Regions from separate parts of the Sus scrofa genome. Here all the other regions are linked to region 4. The links are chromatin contacts, called in public HiChIP or PLAC-seq maps. All regions are on one chromosome and are shown on one strand. Each heading gives the region's core, a stretch centred on a gene start, on an enhancer-like site or on the middle of the called end of the contact. The rest is flanking DNA. Distances are from core to core; before and after follow the strand shown.

Region 1 (2,700 bases), core at 156-2,655, 520 kb before region 4:
CTCTGAGAACTGGGGGCACTGCCGTGGCCTTAGAGGAAGCCCTGCCATTTTCCAGAGGGAGAGAACCAGACTTTGCTGAAGCGATACCTTTTCCAAGTCCAGGTAAAGCCTTGCTTCCAGGTGTGATCAAATCTATTTCACGCAGAAGGCCAATAGGTGGCAGAACAGTCTTTCCTACACACCACAGGGAAAATGCATAGAGAAATCACCATCACTCAGTTTTGATCATTGGTCTCAAACAATTCAACAACTAGGAACTTTAGAATTTTTATATATTTTACACATTTATGTATATTAATGCTGAATCTTGGGTAAAATGTTTTGAGTTAAGATTTCAAGCCCTAGAAAAATTAGCCAAAATATTTATAGACCCTCTTTACTTAAACCTTATCTTCTTGTGGCTAGAATTTTTTTTTTTCTCACTTTATGGAGTATTTCCTTTTTTTTTTTTTAAGTATGTAGAAACAAAGGTGAAAACAATTCTAATTTTAGGCCATTTAAAATGATTATTCTCTGCTAATTAGAAGGTAGGATATACAAGGAGGGTTCCTCTCTGTGATTTCAAAAAGTCAAGCACCTAATAAAATATTCACAGATGCACTAGAATCTTGGAATTGGGGAGATGACAGAGAGACCCGATTTTTACAAAATTAAAATTTTTTTTCTTGAAAAGGAAGTTAAGATACTGGCTTAGAATCCTCTCTAATGTTGTTCTAACTATGTGTTTTTGCTAATTTTTGTTTGTTTGTTTTTGCTTTGCTTTCCTGCATTATTAGAATGTCAGGATTTATAGCTAATTTAGGGATACCCAAATGGGAAGATTTTAGAAACAGTCACAGATGTCCTGGTGGCTGTTGCAAATCAGGGATTACCATATCTCTAATATAAAATGGTCTCTGGGGATTTCTCTGCCTTGGTCACACTTATGCGGTTTCTTTGAATCTCATCTTTGCTTCTATTTCCCTGTGATCAGGACCTGGATGAGGATGGGTGAATGAGGCATGGCCTCAACCACATCACTGAAGGGGACACAAAAACCTTAATCATCATGAACAATCACTTTAATACAATATTTTTAAAATTCAAAATACAGAAAAATCCCAATGAACAAGATATCAAAAATCTAAATAACAATAAGATCAGTAACAGTGTTATGCTGAGCCCTGCTCGAACCTGAGGCAAAAGGAAAAATCAGGGACCCTGAGCATGTTTTTATTTAAAGTTTTGGTATTTCGTTCATCTTGAGTTTTGGCATTGATTTTGACCTTTTAAAATTTGAAATATTACTTATCATGTCCCTACCTTTTTTTGGTTCTTCCCTAAATGTTATGCTTCAGGCTAATGCCTCGCTCTCCTCACCCTGCTCTGAGGTCACTTGTCCTGGGGGTTTGCTTATGCTTACGCCCTGTAAAATGTCTAAAGTCCCTTCTCAAGGAGAGGTTCTTGGCCCCTCTAGGGCTGTTTGTCATCCAAGGGAAAAACAGGCCTGAAACCCAGAGAGAGAATAAGGATGTTGGCAACTTGCTGATGTTCCCCAGAGTGACCTCACTTTTGAAAAAAAAAAAAAAGTATCATATTCTTAAACCATTTCTTTTGGTTCTTCTTTTTTTCTCTTCCTGGCTTTGCTTGTGGCCCATGCACACCCTTTATGCTCTGGATAGCCAAAGGTCCAGATGTTTCTGAACTTCCTCAGATATTTCTGAAAGCAACTCTGTTTCAGAAGTTGTCAGAGCCCAGGTGGCTACTTCTTTACTCAGATCTCTAATTCAAGAAATTGCCATGAACAGGGGCTTTTAATTTGAACCCATCTGAGTATCTCAGTAAAAGTCAAACTGAATCCAAACCTCCTTACGAGTCCCTCGGAATTATAGCTGAGTGGGACTGGAGACAGTCTGGATTGCTAGTAGCACCTTTTGCCACAAGGAACAACCTTGCTTCTGGAGTTTCATCCTATTTTCTGCTCTCAATACCTGTAGAGACAGTTTTCTCACAGTACATAAACCTCTAATCAAGTGACTCTCTTCCTTACCAATTCCTTTAAAGTTATTATCCAGTCCATTCTCAGATGGCTATGAACCAGCTCAACACTTCTATGGAATTTGCTTTGAAGTTTTCCACAGGAAACATTTTTTTCTATGAATGGAGATGAGCATCTTTTACAGGGCTAGGTGAAACTTGTTCTGTTCTACTCACTTTTCCTCTTTCTCCACCTATCACAAAGTACTTGCCTTCGAGTCTGACTTATAAAAAACAAACTTACAGTTAGAAGAGGGGAGAGAGACAGAGAGATAAATTCATAGTTTGGGAATAAATAGACACATTACTATATATAAAATAGATAACCAACAAGGACCTACCATGTAGCACAGGAAACTCTACTCAATATTCTATAACAGTCTATAAGGTAAAATAATCTTAAAAATATCACATATATATATATGTATATTATGAATCAATTTGCTGTACACCTGAAACTAACACAATATTGTAAATCTACTATATATATATATAGTTTCTTTATATATAATAAAGGAAGAACAAGGAAGGAAAAAGTCATGACAGCAGATTGGAAGAGTACAAGTTCAAGGCCCAGTGTCCTTAGAAAGGCAGAATAAGGAGACAAAATTAACATCAGTTAGAAAAAGCACAAGTCCTTTTAGGAATATTCTGTGAATGGATAATTTAAGTCTCACTTGGGTC
Region 2 (2,700 bases), core at 79-2,578, 760 kb before region 4:
TGGCCTCAGCCTAACTGTAACAGGAAGCTGGGAACAGAGTCTAGCAGGGGCCTAGGAGGAAAAAGGTAGCTGAATTTGGTAAAAATATGGCCATTTTTGGTTACTTCTAAGTTTATACAAGTCCTCCTCTTTGCCTTTCTCCTCCACCTGCGACACTGTGAAAATAGTTATCGGCCATTGATTTCAAAGTTTTAATGAGGTTCCTTGACCCACCTAGATATATTGCCAAGTACTGGCAAGTGAAGTTGGCGAAGCGTATGGCCTGTGCTCCCTCCAAGGAGGAGATGCTGTGATGGGGCTTCACTGAGGTGGAGGGTCTGCCTGTACTGGAAGTGAGACCAGATCTCGACTGGGGGTCCCTATCTATGCAGAGTTTCAATAGAGTGTCTCTTGGCTCCAGATCTACTCTTTTCTGCTGTGATCTGTGATACTGGAGCTGGACCCTGTAAACATTTCTCCTTTGCCCATTGGCTGAATGTTGACTTTGTCACTGGAGGGTTCCAGAATGGCAGAGCAAGGTGAAGACGCTCTGACTCTGAATTCTAGGACTCTACTATTCCCATTCTTTGCAGTATCCCAGGGGTCTATGCAGCTGAGCTCAGCTGTGCCTTCAGTTCACGCTCTCTCCACTGTGGCCACATCCCAAGCTCTCCCCACACATACCCCTACAGGGACTCGCTGCTTCTCCAAACCATCTCGGACCTTTGCCTTCCAGAAAGTTTCCTGGCCCCCAGCATGTTGCAAGTTCCTGTAGTAACGAAGCCCCTTCTGATGAGCTCTGAGTCTCAGCTTTGGGGTGAAAAAGGGGGCTCTCTCCTAGTCCTTGATCTTTTTATCTCTCCCTCAGCCTAGAGGTAAGACTTCGTTGGGGCCCCTTTTTAGCCTTTTTAAAAAGTAAAGGAGTTAAGCATCTCTTATAGTCAACATTTCTTTGTATTATATTTTCCTTGTTAAAATAACTAGAGTGACTTCTGTGTTTTGACTGGACCCTGACAGATATGACCCTCTTTTGGTGATTTTTGTCATAGAAAGACAAAGTTGAACATACTTTCTCTTAAATCAAAAAGGAAGACAGCAAAACTATCGTACTCAAAGCTCATTTCCATCTAGTCCTTTTCTTAACCTTTGCTCTTACGACGTTAATTTCCTACCCTGAGAAAGACTAGCCTTCTTATCAAAGATCCAATGGAAATAAGGCATGCAGGTCTTCAGACTTCCAGACTTTATGGTCGGGAGCCTCAACAACCAGGCTCCCTTGGGTGAGGGCCTGTGTAGGCTTCCCAAGTTAGCCTGGGGCATGAGAAAAAAAAAGAGGAAACATGTGTGTCATCAGTAACCAGAAACCAACATTGCTGTCCTGGTCTCTGTCCCAGGCTGAAACCATAGTGTGGACTGTGTGTAACCACTAGGTCTTGTCTTGGTTGATTCTGCTGCCACAGCAGTAGGAAATCAATATGTCCTAAAAAAGAATCCCAAGCAAAAGTTGAGTAAACAACACACGATCTAATTTTAGGCCACTGAATAGAAAAGGTCAGCACAGCATAAGGATAACAATAATAATTCCAGTCAGCATTAGCTACTTATTATTTCTTTTTCTCCACAGAGGATGGATGCATGCCAGTGGAAGGTTGAGGCTGACTCTACTTCCTCTCTTGCTAGCTAACCTTGGCTTCCCAGGCAGGCCATAGGGAGGATATTTTACCTGAGGCAGGCTCAGTCCTGGACCAAGGCAGACTCATTGCTATGATGTAGTGTTCCCAAAGAAAGAGAAAACTTTTTTTTTTTTTTTTTTTTTGCTTTTTAGGGCTGCACCTGTGGCATATGGAAGTTCTCAGGTTAGGGGTCAAAGCGGAGCTGCAGGTGTGACTTACACCACAGCCACAGCAATGCCAGATCCGAACCACATCCATGACCTACACTACAGCTCATGGCAACCCTGGATCCCCAACCCACTGAGTGAGTGAGGCCAGGATTGAACCCACATCCTCATGGATACTGGTTAGATTTGTTTCCACTGTGCCACAATGGGAACTCCAGAGAAAGCTCTTTAGTTGGAAACCTCTACCCTATTCCCACTACATCTGAAAGTTCACAGGAGCCTCCTGGATTATCAGCTACGGACATCCCCATATTTTTAAATTGTGGTGAAACTCTTATAACAAAAAATCAACCATTTTATAGACTTATTTATGTTTTTCCTTTTTTGGTTACACCCGCAGCATATGGAAATTTCTGGTCCAGGGATCAAATGTGAGCTGGAGCTGCAACCTAGGCCACAGCTGTAGCTATGCTGAACCCTTAACTAACTGTGCCAAAGCAGAGACTCCCAAAAATCATCATTTTAAAGTGAAGAATTCTGTGGCACTAAGTACATGCACAACACTGTATAACCACCACCCCTGTCTAGTCCCAAAACATTTTCATCACCCCAAAAGGAAGTCCTGTATCCACAAACCCTTCATTCCTCACTCCCCCTCCCTCTAGCCTCTGGAAACCCACAAATCTGCTTTCTGTGTCTATGGATTCGCCTGCGTGGGGCATTTCATACAAGTGAAATCAGACAATATGTGGTCTTTTGTGTCTGGCTTTTTTACTTAGCATAATGTTTCAAGTTTCATTCATGTTGTGGTATGTGTCCATGCTTCATATTTTTTTCATTTTTTATCTTTTTAGGGCTACACCCGCAGCATATGGATGTTC
Region 3 (2,700 bases), core at 15-2,514, 670 kb before region 4:
GCCCTCTCCTCTTGGAACTATGAGTAACAAACCATCTTTTCCACAGCAGTCATCTCCTGATTTGTTCCCTTATGGTAGCTAAATAATAACAAAACCTACACTTTGAAACAGTATTGTCTTCTGCACTGAGTAGAAGATAACATCTGTGTTAGGGAGAACACGAGGAAAAGGGACAACTTTTCTTGTACTTTATTAAAGAAATATATATTTAGGATTTGGGTAAGCATTCTCTGTTCTGATTTCCAGTAGAAATGTTAAAAAAAAAAAAAGAGAGAGAGAGGGAGAAGGACATAGTTTAAGAACTATTTATTTTGTCTATTTAGAGGGGAACAGTTGAAAGAATGATGAACCTGCGTATCCTGGAATACTACACACAGTTGGAGTCAGAGCTATAGGGATTGACTTGGAGGGATTTTCCTGATTTCTTATTGAGAGAAAAAAAAATGCAGAAAAGTGTTTGCGATAGGATCCTCTTTTTGTAGACATCAAACAATAGCAGAAGTGACCAACTGGATGCATATATGTCTGTATGTTTGTGTAGCATTATATGAGCATAAGGAAAAACATGGAAAGTTGCAAGATATATTGTTAGTATAAGTTAATCTGGGGCTGTGGGATGATGGGGGGGTGGAGGAAAAAAAGGGAAAGGAGAGAAGCCAAGGACAAAATTATGGGAGGATATTTCACTTAAAAAAATCCCATGTCTGAATAATCATGCTTAAACATTTATATCGTTATATGTATGCATGTGCATAAAGAAGTTTTAAAAATTTTGTGACTCAGCTGTTTAGCAGAATTGTATGCCATAACTAAGACATTTTAATATTATTTTTCTATGATTTAAATTCTATGATCTAAGTTTAAATGGGGGAGAAGAGATATTTGCCCCCTATACCCTTGCTGAGCTCAGGTGAACAGAATTGCTAGGTTTTGATCTCTTGCTGCCAGGCAGATGTGCACAGACTTAAATAACTACCACCCCATTTGTATCTCTGGGACAAGCAGGATGGGAATAAGCAGCTGCCTCTGCAGAAGGGAGCCTGATGCTCCAGATAGAAGCAATTCTGTCCCTCTGGCTACAGCCTGCCACAGACTCACCAGCTCACTGCCCTGCGGTCACTTGGGCCAGACAAAAGCAAGCTCTTTTCTCACAGTGCAGGGCCTCCTGCCCTGCAAACATAGCCCCTTCTGCTGGGTGTTACTAAGCGTTGAGTCTAAATATGGCACATGGCAGTTTGATGGAAATCATTTCCAGTAAAAGAGGATGTTTCCTCAGCAGTTTTCAAGCTGGCGCTGACTCAAGCATCCTCGAGGGAGCCCATTTAACTGGTCATTAGGGAGACAGCAAAAAGGCATTGAGGAATTCTGTAACAAAATGCGTATCCTGTGTGGAAGATCTCCTGGGACTCTCTGACCATTGGCTGCCTGTGCCTGCTGCAGAGATTTTATTGATGCTGTGGAAAAGTCTTTTGCTGTCGCTGGTCTGTTATTTGTGCCTGGTTTCAAAGATGCTGGTTTCAGCTTTGTGAGGAACAAGTCCACAGGCGAACCATGGCATGCAAACAGTAATTAAATGTCTCGAGTTGATGGACACTCCATCACTGCATCCTCAGAGGTGGAAAAGTGAATTGAGGCCTCAAAAGATAGATGAAAGTTTATACTGAGATTTTTTAGGCAAAATATTTACGCTGTGCTAAAGGCAACAAATACACTTTTTACAACTTTAAGTTTTGGAAAATCAGAGTATAAACAAACTGAGAATTTCTTCACATGGGCTGTGCAGTGCAAAATATAGTTTACTTGAGAGGTATTTGGGGTTGTCTGCTGTGGGAACAAGTGAAACTTGAGAGAGTAAGTAAAAATATCACAAGTAATCAAGTATAATGCTATAGACTTATAGATGCAGTGGCTGTTGGTGATAAGACCAATTACCTGCTTTTTAACAGGGAGTCTGGGATCACTTGATGTCCAGCCATGCTCCCCTGGCAGCTGTGGACAAGTAGGGGTTAACTTTTTTAAATGAAGCATGGATTCATCAAATCTTTAGAGCAGGAAGTCTATTCCATTAACGTTTTTTCCTGTTCCCAAGCATTCATTTCTTTCAACACTATTGATATAGATCTTTAGGGAAGCGTTTCAAATGATTTGCATGGCAAGAATGAAAAAATACATTTTAAAAATGGAAGATATGCTAAAAATGTATTTTTTTCAAAGGATCAGAAGAAAACCACAGTTACTTAACCAAGCAACCATATGACTAACCACAGCTGCATGGTTAGTGAATTTATGAATGTGTGGCGTCAAGAAATCTGTCTTGGACATAAAAGATGGATCAGAACCTTTTATTTATTTATTTTTTAAGTGTGGAAATGTCTTTCTAGGAGATAGGAATTTATGAAGTTTGGTAATGTGGGCCTATTTTTTTTTTTTTTAAAGAGAGATATTTGAAATAGTTCTCCTTAAAAACAGCACTATTTTTAGGTGCAACCAATTGCTCTTGGCAGTGACAGTGTTGATGTGCTCATCTTTGGACCCACTTTTCTTTTCACACTTTAGTTTTTGGAGTCTGCTGCTGTCTTAAAGGAGAGATGGGTCTTTATCCTTAGGCTAACTCTTGGTGCCTCTACTACAGAAGATCAAGGTCAGGGCCCCTTGTCATGAGTACTTCCTGTACATGGTCCCATAGCCCATGAAATGTAA
Region 4 (2,700 bases), core at 100-2,599:
GCGAAGCCCTCCCGGCCTCTCTGGGCCTGGAGCAAAGAAAGTCACTTCGGCGCCCGGAAAGGCCTCCTCGGATGGCCCGCTACAGCCGCCGGTCTCCTGCAGGCCCCAGCGGCGGAGCCCGAGGAGAGTCCTCAGCGGCGTCGCCCTAGTACCCCAGCCGCGGGCCGGCAAGGGGATAGAGGCGGAGGGAGGGAGGGACCCCCGCCTAGGGACGTCGACGTGGAGGGCTCGGTGCTAGGGGGGAGCGGGTGAGCGCCCTCCCCCGGGGGGAGAGATGGGGTGGGCTCTGTGGGGAAGGTGCAGCCCGGCGGCTGGGCGGGGGCGGGGCCCCCTAAGCTCTGCGAAAATGCCCGTGGCGCCGGGGGGACGGGAGCGGGGGAAGTTCCCGCCAGCGCGCAAAGCCAGGGTGGGTTCAGCACCCGCTGCAGCTCGCGGGCGGAGGCGGGGAGCGGAGCCGGGGCTGTTTCCGGGGAGAGGGAGGTGGGTGCGGGGCGCGGGCGACGTGGGCCTAGCCAAGGAGCAGACGCTCCGTTAACGGGGAGCGAGCCAAGCGGATGCTTTCAACTTTCTTTTCGGTTGCTTGTTTTGGGGGGTCTTTTCTGACCGCTAAGCACACTCAGCCTGAGTGCGGCGCAATGGGTAATTAAGCCGCAGCCCAGCCGCGGCGAAAAACGCCCAATTATAGCAAATAAACCAAGAGATAAAACTCAAAAAACACAAAAACCATGTTGTGGAGACCAACACCGCCTGGCCTCACTAAATGAATCAGCTCCAATTCGCCGCAGTTGCCAGTCAGGCCGTGGGGGCACGCCGAGCTGGGCCGCTGGGCTTTCCGCCCTCCGGCTCCCTGGCCCCCTCGGGGCCGAATCCCACCCACGTTGGGGAAGTAAAGGCTCAGCAGTGGGCTGCCGCGCAGGGCGTGGGCCGTCCGGGCGCTCCGGCCTGGTTTTGGGAGGCTTGCGACGGCCGCTGCCCCGCACCCTCCATGGCTCGCGGAGCGCCTCCCTCCGGCAGATCTGCGGCCCGGGTCGCTCCAGGCGCTGCGCGCGGCCCGATTCCTCCCTAGGCTGGCCGGCCTCCTTTTCTCCACGACCTCGCTCTCCGAACCGCAGCCGCCAGTGCCGCCGCCGCGCACTACAGCCCTAGATCTGGCAGCTGCGCAACCCTGAGCGTGTGCAAAGCCGCAGGGTCGCCGTCCGCACCGGGGCGGGGCCTCGGGCGAGCGTGGGAGCGTGTGCGTGTGTGTGCGTGGATGCAGATACGCGCGGGGAGCGAGGGGCGGTGGACTCTCCACCCTGGCTGCGTACAGTAGCGCGCGGCGGCGGCAGCGGGGGCGCGCGGGCCAATTCCAGGAGCCCGCGGCCGTGAGCCGCGCCCTGGCTGATACCGGAAAGGCCTGTGATTGGCCCGCGGCCGCCCCTATGCAAACGAGCTGAGGGAATGGAATTCCTCGGGCCGGGCTTACAGTAAAAGCACGTTCATTTCCAGGCACTCTCATTCATAGAGCCAGCGGGCGCAGGCGGGACGGGCGCCCTGCGGCCGGACCCAGCCAGGGCACCACGCTGCCCGGCCCTGCGCCGGCAGGCATCTCTTCTTGGGGCTCCTGGGGACGCCAGAAGAAAATCAATCTTTGCTGTTTCTTTTTGACCCGCGTTGGAGCTTCGATTTTTTTCCCCCCTTTCTTTCTTTCTTTCTTACTTTTGAATGAACTGGTTTCTTGGCTGGATGGTTCAACTTCTTTCCTGGCTGTGAACTTTTCCCCGGTTGTTTTCTTTGACAACCGCTGGAGAAAGTGCGCTGTGCTTCGAGGCGAGTGATGAAGTTGGGAATGCGTGGCAGTGTGTGCGTGCTTGTGTAACTCGAGCCGCCCCGTCTGTTTCGATCTGCGCTGCGGAGCCTCCTCTCAGGGCCCTCTCCACCTGCTGCGGTTACGCGGTGATCGTGGGTATTAGCGCGTCCAGGCAGTTAACTGGCCCGCGCTGGGGCTACGTTGGAGGAAGATTGCCTCGCTACAGCCCAAGTCGGGGCTGACTCAACGAGTCGATGTAGACAGCGGCTGGCTTCCGAAGAGTGCGTGCCTGCGTGCGTGTGACTCGGCCTCTGCTCGACTCCCACCAAACCACAGGATCAGCCACAAACTTAACCAACATCCCCAAACCCGAGTTCTCAGATGTGGAGAGCTGAACCCTGAGTGTCATCGACTTGGAATTTTTTTTTTTTTTTAAGATTAGCTTTTCTTTGAAAAGCATAATTTTCTGAACTGAACATTTTGCCAGAATTTATTGAGAGAACATGACAAGTACTTCTAGCACAGCCCTTCTGCAACTACTGAAGTTGATTTTCAAGGCTACTTAAAAAACAACAAAAACCCTGCAGCGAACATTAATGGATTTCTGTTGTGTTTAAATTCTCTACAGATTGTATTGTAAATATTTTATGAAGTAGAGCATATGTATATATTTATATATATGTGTGCACATACATTAGAAGCAAGACCTTTGGAAGTCTCAGCTCTCGCCTTTGAGGACGGAAGCTAGTTTTGCATGATAAAAAGTGTCTCTGTATTTGGAAGACACTTGTGTATTTTGTGTTGTTTGACTTTAGACAAAACTTATCTGGAAAAAGAAAAAAAAACTGACAGGCAATTAACCACTGGAACTTACAAATTATGTGTTTGCTGGTTCTTGTGCACTCCGCATA

What was found. HiChIP or PLAC-seq counts read pairs in DNA pulled down with a chosen protein or histone mark.
Region 1: an H3K27ac HiChIP or PLAC-seq map of alveolar macrophages shows a contact between it and region 4. The contact joins two enhancer-like sites. A contact is called at or near these places in 14 of 47 Hi-C or Micro-C datasets (alveolar macrophages, embryonic fibroblasts, epiblast stem cells and 8 more) and 2 of 2 datasets of contacts at active chromatin or transcription factors (alveolar macrophages and skeletal muscle).
Region 2: a contact with region 4 is called in an H3K27ac HiChIP or PLAC-seq map of alveolar macrophages. The contact joins two enhancer-like sites. A contact is called at or near these places in 1 of 47 Hi-C or Micro-C datasets (embryonic fibroblasts) and 1 of 2 datasets of contacts at active chromatin or transcription factors (alveolar macrophages).
Region 3: a contact with region 4 is called in an H3K27ac HiChIP or PLAC-seq map of alveolar macrophages. The contact joins two enhancer-like sites. A contact is called at or near these places in 3 of 47 Hi-C or Micro-C datasets (embryonic fibroblasts, fibroblasts and mesenchymal stem cells) and 2 of 2 datasets of contacts at active chromatin or transcription factors (alveolar macrophages and skeletal muscle).

The regions. Positions count from the first base shown.
Region 1 is chr13:198,988,611-198,991,310 of Sscrofa11.1, reverse strand. No RefSeq gene overlaps it. Among named protein-coding and RNA genes, the nearest start is that of RUNX1, 350 kb to the right of the region's middle. Within about 2 kb of position 1,405, at least 3 of the 83 cell types and tissues checked have an H3K27ac peak or open chromatin away from gene starts, as enhancers often do. A contact at or near this core is called in alveolar macrophages and subcutaneous adipose tissue, where this site is marked.
Region 2 is chr13:199,230,094-199,232,793 of Sscrofa11.1, reverse strand. No RefSeq gene overlaps it. Among named protein-coding and RNA genes, the nearest start is that of SETD4, 360 kb to the left of the region's middle. Within about 2 kb of position 1,328, at least 4 of the 83 cell types and tissues checked have an H3K27ac peak or open chromatin away from gene starts, as enhancers often do. A contact at or near this core is called in alveolar macrophages, where this site is marked.
Region 3 is chr13:199,138,240-199,140,939 of Sscrofa11.1, reverse strand. No RefSeq gene overlaps it. Among named protein-coding and RNA genes, the nearest start is that of SETD4, 450 kb to the left of the region's middle. Within about 2 kb of position 1,264, at least 3 of the 83 cell types and tissues checked have an H3K27ac peak or open chromatin away from gene starts, as enhancers often do. A contact at or near this core is called in alveolar macrophages, where this site is marked.
Region 4 is chr13:198,468,795-198,471,494 of Sscrofa11.1, reverse strand. The region is part of intron 2 of RUNX1 (runt related transcription factor 1); the gene reads left to right. Among named protein-coding and RNA genes, the nearest start is that of RUNX1, 170 kb to the left of the region's middle. Within about 2 kb of position 1,349, at least 71 of the 83 cell types and tissues checked have an H3K27ac peak or open chromatin away from gene starts, as enhancers often do. A contact at or near this core is called in alveolar macrophages and subcutaneous adipose tissue, where this site is marked.